2 separate regions of the Mus musculus genome follow, and region 1 is linked to region 2. The links are chromatin contacts, called in public Hi-C maps. All regions are on one chromosome and are shown on one strand. Each heading gives the region's core, a stretch centred on a gene start, on an enhancer-like site or on the middle of the called end of the contact. The rest is flanking DNA. Distances are from core to core; before and after follow the strand shown.

Evidence for each region. Hi-C and Micro-C count contacts between places; a contact is called where the count stands out from the background.
Region 1: a contact with region 2 is called in a Hi-C map of CD8 T cells, with 4 times the contacts expected there. The contact joins two enhancer-like sites. A contact is called at or near these places in 1 of 484 Hi-C or Micro-C datasets (CD8 T cells), 1 of 115 datasets of contacts at active chromatin or transcription factors (embryonic stem cells) and 1 of 9 other capture datasets (liver).

The regions. Positions count from the first base shown.
Region 1 is chr2:76,419,252-76,423,951 of GRCm38.p6, reverse strand. The region is part of intron 1 of Osbpl6 (oxysterol binding protein-like 6); the gene reads right to left. Gm52557 (a long non-coding RNA gene) reads left to right here. Exons shown (of 3, transcript XR_003954042.1): 2 at 309-406. Among named protein-coding and RNA genes, the nearest start is that of Gm52557, 9.6 kb to the left of the region's middle. Within about 2 kb of position 2,226, at least 11 of the 459 cell types and tissues checked have an H3K27ac peak or open chromatin away from gene starts, as enhancers often do. A contact at or near this core is called in CD8 T cells, where this site is marked.
Region 2 is chr2:76,212,790-76,216,949 of GRCm38.p6, reverse strand. It overlaps Pde11a (phosphodiesterase 11A), which reads left to right. Exons shown (of 20, transcript NM_001081033.3): 3 at 1,543-1,632. Among named protein-coding and RNA genes, the nearest start is that of Pde11a, 120 kb to the left of the region's middle. Within about 2 kb of position 1,574, at least 41 of the 459 cell types and tissues checked have an H3K27ac peak or open chromatin away from gene starts, as enhancers often do. A contact at or near this core is called in CD8 T cells, where this site is marked.

The DNA of each region.
Region 1 (4,700 bases), core at 977-3,476, 210 kb before region 2:
TAGTGGTATAATGTCCTTAAGAGGATTAGCCAAACAATTCCAGAAATCCACAAATCCACCATGTCTGTTAATAAATTAGTGCTTCAATAAGCCACCCCATGTAACTCCCATTTGTCAAGTTACAGACTTGAAAGGGACCTGGACACATATACTGACGACACTATCTACTGGTTTTGTTTCATTTTTAACTCTGTACAGCGCGCTTTGATGGAAAGAGGATTAAATATGCCCACTCTGCCCATTTGCCCCTTTGTCGTCAACACTCTATATGTTCTTTGTAGTAAATTTTCACTTGTTTGCTTTCACAGAAGCTTTGGTGTTTCGAGTTCCTGGCTTGGTAGTTTATCTAGAACAGTTACAAGAAGGCCAAGACTTACTAGAAAATGAAGATATCAAGTTCAAACTGGTAATAGTCAAACTTTTAAAACCAAGTCTCTGGGTGGAATTAATAATACCTTAAGCAACTCGGAAGAAAAGACAGAGATAGCAACAGAAACTATGAAGAGTGAAAAACTAAGAGAAAAAAGCATCAGTGGGCCATAAGGGGTTGGGGAGGGGGGACTCCAGCAGCCTAACAGGAAAGTAAGTGTCGACTCTAACACAGACAAGGTGAAGAAAGAAAGGAAGAGAAACAATGTGAATAAACAATGACCAAAAAAAAAATCCCAATCCCTATAGCCACCCACACTGCATGTATGTGTTACAAGTGCATTTAGATTCTCTACACAGAAAAAGAAACGATTCCACACAGAAGCAAGGACCTGCACAAAGGAAATGGCGGGTGCTGTAAATGGTAAATACAATCGTAGATATATAAATAAGTAGTTTTCCATTTCTATTTTAAATAACCTTAAAAGATAACAGATGTTTCAAAGGGAAAGCAGCAACAATGCTGGGAGTAAAATTAAACACATAATAACAACAGCACAGAGGTCAGGAGGGGAGATGCCTTGCTCCACTCCAAGCTCCCAATCGCAGACACAGGTGCTTCAGCAGCACACTGGAGCGGCTGGATTAATAGCTCTAATCCACACTCTGCTCAGGCTATGCCATTCTCAAAGGGATCTCTACCTGTATCTGCCTATTATGTGACCTGATTTTAAAGCTAATGTCACATCTGAGAAAGCACTAGTATTGCAGCAACTCAGCACATGTGGGACCAGCCGTGAGCTCAGACACACATCTCTGAATAGAAAGAATGTCATCCGTCTCTGTCAGCATATACCTGCAAAACAAACCTCCTGGGCCCCGCAAGCCAGGTCACAATCCTTTAGAAGCCAGGTGTGCCCTGGTCAGTGCAACTGGTGGTTTGGCACCAGTTTGGACACCTACCCCATTCTGTACTTCCATTTCCCTAATTTCAATGTGAGTAAGGCGAACCAAATGGCATTGAGGTCCTCACACAACCTGGGCAATGCTGGAAAGACAAATATTAAGTCTTACACACTGAGATTTGTAGAGAGAATAGCTTGTGTGTCGTATGGGTGCATCATCTGTCAATTAAAAAGCCCATGGCCTGTGGCTTAGGCAGAAAATAGAGGTGGGACATCCAGGAGAAGAAAGAATTCTGGCATTGCGGGGGAGGGGATTCACCGGGAAGATGTGACAAGACGGACAGACAGATGCATGGTACCTGAGCACAGGTAACCAGTACAGATTGTAGGCTAGACTAAATGGGATATTTCAAGTTATATCTGTTCAGAGAAGAGCCTAGCTATAGGGCCAAGGTATTTGTAAATATATTTTGAGTCTAAGTTTTATTGCTGGGAGCATGGAGCTGGGAAGAAGAACTGGAGCTTAACTCAACAGAGATCCTAAGAAAATGTGGTGACAGATACTTGGGTCATCTGCTTGTCACAAAACAGTCTCAGCGTTATCCCCAGGGAAGCATTATTTTGAAGGCTGGCTCCTCTTCTCCGTGTAAGTTGTCATTCTGAGCTCATTTTGCGAGAATCAGCTGTCTAACAATTCCCAACACTGTTATCCAATATTTTCTTTAGGATACTAACCAGGACTCTAAACTATCTTTAAGTCGGAAAGGCGAATTAAGCTACACTTCTCAAAAGTCTGTTCAGTGACAGTGGTAAGATCAGACATTTTAGCTGCACTTCAGTGGAATTCTGAATAAACCCAGTTATTACAGAAAGTTCACAGACCTTAAACCTATAAACAATTTTCAAAGAACAACCCCACTAGGCAGCACTCCCCTGGCACCCTCAAAATGAGATTGATAACATCCTGTTGGTAAGATGGTCACCACATCAATGCTAGCAAACGACAGTGAGAAAAGGTTATAACATGACTTCTAGGCAGCTTTTAAAATAATCTAAAGGGACTGGAGAGATGGCTCCGAGGTTAAGAGCACACAGTGCTCTTGCAGAGAACCTGGGTTCAGTTCCCAGCAACCACACTGTTCACATCCATTGTAACTTCTAGGGGATCTGGAGCCTCCTGCGACCTCTGCATGCATGCAGTACACACACCTACACTCAGGCGCACACACAGCCACATCAAATAATTTTGAAAAAGTTGTATGTGTCTGAGGAAACAGATTTCTACTTGAATTTAACTGAAGCCATCAATTTTGCAGAGAAGTGTCAAATAGCCTATTTTCCACCAAGAAGAAGCTGTTAGAGTTTTAGTACCTGCAGATTAAAGAAATGTATTTAACCTTTGTTAACCTTCCTGCTGCCTTGAAAAGTGGAGTTCTTAAACTTTGTCATTTCCCACCGGCTGGTCAGCTCACAAAGAATAATTAGACATTTTCTTCAAAGAACCTTTTCTCAACCTTTTAGGAGACATTTCTCACAGGAAGAAAGAGAAATAGCTGCCAGCTGCCCAGGGGTGAAAATTCTGAGGCTAGACACGCAATGCTGCTTTATAGCACTATGTGTTTTTATTAAAGTTTAAGGGAACTTTCAGGATTCCAAAGATTTTTGCTTTAATTCTGTGTTTCCAAACACTAAAGTGTAAACACAAATAAAACAAAGCAATAATTAGCATTTCTAACAGCAGACAATGTACAGAGTAATTTATGTAACTCAATTAACAATAATTATATATTGAAGAACGCTTACTGAATGCCCCAGCGTGTGACAGGCGACGTGAAAGTGGGAGTGAAGAATACGAACAGATAAAAGTTTCTAGCTCTAGAGAAAGCCTTTAAATGCACTAGTTTGAGGGTTTTTTTAATTGGGGGAATTCAAATACAGTCTTTACATTTATGAGACCCCCCACCTCCATTGAGGTGCTCCACATCTTTTGAGCAGTTATTCACATGTTTCTAAAAGATGAACTCTCAGTATTTCTGGAAGCCAGAGAACCTCAGGGTGCAGCCCAAACCTAGACAAAAAAAATCAGTCTACTTCCTTGGTGGGGGTGGGTAGAGAGACTCAGAAACCACTTAGCAGTAAATGAAGTGTCTTCAAAAGAAATATTAATGGAGCAAAGGCATTCACACCCTCTCACAAGTTCCCCCTGACCTATACACCACACACACCATGGCATGTGTGCATGTGTGCAATGCACATATGCACAAACGCTCTAAATAACAAACGATTAAATTTTTTAAAGATTTATTTATTATTATACATAAGTACACTGCAGCTGTCTTCAGATGTGCCAGAAGAGGGCATCAAATCTCATTATGGGTGGTTGTGAGCCACCATGTGGTTGCTGGGATTTGAACTCAGGACCTTCGGAAGAGCGGTCAAGTGTTCCTATCCGCTGAGCCATCTCACCAGCCCATGATTAAATTTTTTAAAAGAAATATCAAATGCCTGGAAATGTAAATGTCTAGAACGTGGGAGGAAGACAAAAGACAAGGAAAAAGAAAGGGAACTTTTATTTGCTTAAATTAGAATTTTAATGGTGAAATACAACAATGGATGCTGGTTCTAGATATGGCACATGGAAGCACCAGTGTGGGTTAAGGAAACTGAGTTTTATGCTCTTGGTTTACTCACAACAGGGATTGCGAATTTGGTTCACATTTTACTGCTGACCAGATAGCTTTGTACTCAGAGCACAGCAAGGCCCAGGCTCAGCATCTACAGTGTATGGTGGACACATGCTGTCCCCACTTCCTTTCAAGATAAAAAGGACCATAAAACTGTCATTAAGTAATTGTCAATGAAGACCAACAATGTTCTAAATAGTAACTGACTTAGGTAAAGTTTAACTTGAAGACAATTTGCTACTTGACTATTTACCCTTTAAAAAGAAGACTGAATTCTCAATGGTCATGTTAGTTGTTATATCTTTGGGGTGCCATTTCTACAGCAATGAGATATACTGCTGGTAGCACTGCTGAGACTCCCAGTGAGACAGAGGAACCTAGAACTCTTATCCCAACTCCAGAGATAAGCCCTGGTAGTGTACCCATATTAGAGACAGATAAACTACTTTGGGCAAGTTCTTTAACCTCTTTGCCTCCGAGTGTTCTTGCCCTTACAATGGAGCTAAAAAAAACCACTGACCATTAATTGACTATCCACCAAGCACACAAAACAATGTCTAGCGCATGAGCTGTGTGTGAACCCATGACGCCTGTGTTCTGACAGTTCACATGACAGTTCTTTATATCAGGAAATCATGAACACTATTAGGGAGACTAGAAAAAAATATGTTAGAATTATCTGACAGACTATTCTGCAGTGGATACATAACAAAGATCTTAAAGAATTGATATTCCCTTGATT
Region 2 (4,160 bases), core at 325-2,824:
AGAAAAAAAAAAAAAAAAAGTACAAACTAAACAAAACACCCCACCCCAACCAGGAAACTACCCAGAAACCTGCTCAGTGTGTTGTTGGTATTGAAAGGGGTTCAGTTCTGGCCAAAGGCAGGCATGCTCTGGAGGGATAGCTGCAGCTTGATGTGTCCCAGTCCCTACTGGCCTACAGGAAAACACACTAAAGCATGAAAAGGAGAGGGGCAAGGAACGGGAAAGAGGAGAAACAGAAGCAGCGTCTGTTTAGGGAGGGCAACTGGAAGACTCACTGATGGAATCCTGAAGGATTTGCAAAATGAGCTACTTGTAGGGCCTTTTGCTCCCAGTTTTCTCTCCTGTTGCTTTTCTCCTCTAAGAATGACTTCATAGCTTTAAGAGCTCTGAAATTCCTTTAGGGATCCCTAGGCCAGAGTGTGGCTCGGTAGACAGAGTTAGATAACAGATGATAGGGAGTAGGAATTGTGCTTCAGCTTTTATTTTCCCCAAGTCATCCTTTATTCCAGGCAACCCTATTCTGGGTGTCCCAGAGGTGTCTCACAGGTGTTCCTGTGCGGTTGATCTGCATAGGCGAGCAATACACTGCCCCTGGTGGCCACTTCTGGAACTGCTCTGTGTGTCTTGGCGCCTTTGTGCAGACAGAAAAAGACCAATACAAACCATGGCATTTCTACTGGGGTTCAGAGAAGTCCCAGATAAACGTCTCTTATTCCTCTTATGCTGCAAAAAGTTCAGGGAACTAGTCCGTTCAGTTTTTACTGGGATATCCCATCTGCCAGAAATCGGATGTTCTGAGATGGGCATGAGCCTCGGATTTTGACTTCCTTTTGAGAGTTTCTCAAGGTTAGGCCCAGCACAGCTGGGTATTTTTAACCCCTGGAGGAGGAGGCATTCTCTCTCATAGGCCCCAGGCCTTTCCATAGGTTGCTGCAGAGCCATCCCAGTTTGCATTCTTGCCTAATCATATCTACCTGATCCAAACGGATCCACTAGGTCTTGAACCTAAATTCCTACTGGACCTGTTCTAATAGAAATGCCCAAGTCTAGTAGCTGGCAGGACAAGCGTGATCGCTTTTATAGACAGGCATGTACACAGGGATTCACTCATGTCCTTCCCACCTCTAAGTATGCATGTGAATATGTGCCTTAAGTTCCAAGGACTTTCCAGTTCTCTTCATTATCGTTCGTTTTTTCAGAGTTGGACTAAAAAGCCAGGCGTGGTGGCGCACGCCTTTAATCCCAGCACTCGGGAGGCAGAGGCAGGCGGATTTAAATGTGACAGGCATGGTTTACATATTATATAGCTTTTGGAATCTTTGGTTTCACTCCCGTTAACTTTTCAAAACTGTGACTTTCCCAGTTAAAGACTGATATACACCATCTTAATGTTAACTCTGAGAACTGTGCCCCTAAAGCTGAGAGTGTTAACAACTCAACGTCTGGCTCATTCGATTGAAAGGAAAAAGCCCCAAAGGCAGGAAATGTGGGTTTTGGTTAAGAGTGGAAGCTCTAATGCTCTGAATGCTTTCTGTGCCCCAGGTTATGCAAATGTATCTTCCGTTCTGTGGAATCGCCATATCTAATGCTCAGCTCTTCGCTGCCTCAAGGAAAGAATACGAAAGAAGCAGGGTGAGTAGCTAGCTTCAAGCTCGCTGTCTTCCTGGCTTATGTGAGTCACTCCATCTTTTAAAAGTAGCGGATGATCATTGTCTAGTCTGAAGATCATTCTTGTTTGTGCAAGCCTGGAACGACAGGGCTGAAGATCCCTTTAAACAATGCATGAGTTATGGTTACAAGAAAATACACATTTTCTGTTGTTGTTTCTGGGAAATAGAACTGGTTTCTTTTAAAAAAGGAAATCAACCCACGTCTATACTGTGTGGCAGCGGATATTTATCCTCTGTGCTCTTAGCTTTGAAACAGCAGCAGTTTTAGTTTAGTTCCTTCAAGGGGCACAATTTCACTCCTTGCAGATTCTTTTTCTAAGGTTTTCTAGAAGAAGCAATCTAAGGCATGTAGGACCATCAAAGAAGCACTGCTTTGTAGGGACATTAGAGGCAATGATCTTATATACCTTTAGGAACTGTAGACTCACACAGTAAAATGTACCCACAGACTCATACAGCCTTAAATTATCAACCAGAGATCGAGGTTCACTCTACATTTATATATATGAAGATCATTGTTACAACCCAGAAACAAACTCAATAAGAAAATGTTAAAAATGGATTAAATCCCTCAGCCAATGAAATAGATTAAAGTGTATTTACAAAAGCATCATGACAGTGACTATTTGATAGTAAGCATATGAATACTTGCTGACCACACAGCCGTCTTCCTTAGCAGGGCGTAGTGTGCCCTTCCTCCACCTGGGTCTCCTGTTCATTTTAGAACCATTTCTTGCTCGACTATTCCTTTCATTTCCTATTCCAGTGATGTTTCTGTGACTTCCAGATAACAGCCTGTTTGTTTCATCTTATCACACTCCTACCTCCACCCCACCCCCACCCCCACCCCCTTTCTCCTCTGTTTCCAATGACTCCTCTCCCTCTGCCAACTGCCTCACAGGTCCCAGTGCATCTTCCTCTCCCCACTTCCGGTCCTTCCTTGTTCTAGTGCAGGTACCCATCACGTTATTATAATATTTGACGATGGCCCTCTTCTGTAATCCCATTATTCCTTAAGGGAAGCTTCTTGTACTAAGACAGTCCTTTCATCCTTGTGGATGGCACAGTTTACTTATTCATTGAACAAATACATATTGTGTAGTTCTCATGAGATACTGTCTGTCCTTACAAAGCTTACTAGTCTAGTGGAAACAATAGATAATAAAAAAGAAAAAGAAAAGAAAAGAAAAGAAAAGAAAAGAAAAGAAAAGAAAAGAAAAACCACACAATGTCAGACAGTGATAAGCGTTATAAACAAAGATAAAGGGAGAGAGATGGACAGGCACAGTTATGGTAGGTTTGATTAAGCAGATTATTTATTTTTTGGAGCTGATGGGAAGGTGTCTATAGGGAGTTGATAGAAGGAGAATGAAGTGAGAAGCCCAGCCACTGGAAGACCTGTGCAGAGTGTCCAGACCATGACACAGCAGCTGCAAAGACCCTGTGTTGTTGGTGGATAGGGGGACTTCAGGAATCCGAGGAGAGGATGAAAGACAAGCCAATGAAGATAAGAAGCTGAACCCAGGGCTACTGGGGAGAAAGGCCTACGGGCAAGTCAGGAACTGTTAATTTTAAGGCTCCTAGTAGAAAGCCAGTAGGAGACTTTTGAGCTGATTGCAATTCATTTAAAAAAAAAGCAAACACCATGACCTCCTTGGAAGCAGGGAAGGGCTGGGGAAGATTGGATAATGGGCAGTGACAGAAGACTGGGAGGGGAGCCAGAAGACTCCATTGAAGTCTAGAGACAAGGTGGATGGCATTAGGGCCATAAGAAGTGAGGAACTCCCTCCAAATCTGTGGCAAAACATTTAGGGCTTGCTGGTGTGGGGGACAGCGAAGGAGACTTTGGGCTTATGCACAAGTTTGTGGGCAGCAGAGACTTGGAATATGGAGCTACCCTTGAGGGAGTGTAATATTAGGGGTGGAGATCGTGTAAAGCCAGGAGACCTGCTGAAGGAATCTGGGAAGACTGTGTGGAGACGAAAGCAGAGCAGAGGAGGATCCAAGAGTCAGCTCAGGAGTAGAAGGGAAGGGGGCGCACAGCTGGTTTACACAGAAGTGAGGTCAAGAAGCAGAGCCCACCACCCTCGGAACTGCTCCCACAGGCTCTCCAACTGTTGGATCATTCTAGATGTGCCCTCTTCTCCTCCTCTCCTGGAGCTAGCCTTTTTGCTATTTGTAAAATCTTTCACCATTCGTTAGCAAAGCAGCAATTTTTAATTAGATAGAATGAAATTGCTGTAATGTGATTTGTCAGTGCAAGACTCCGGGGGCATTAATTTCCCTTTTGAGAGAAATGTTCTTGTGGAGAAGGTCCAGAGGCTCTCCACGCAATCATAACGAATTGAAAAGTTAAATAATTGTTCTGTTAATATGATCCATCTGAAGAAATAATCCGAGTGATTAAGGTAATGATGTTTCCCTCTTAATAACAGGGAATTTGCTTGTAATTACTCAGACAATTGTCTCCCTTTGAAAAATTATTTCTTT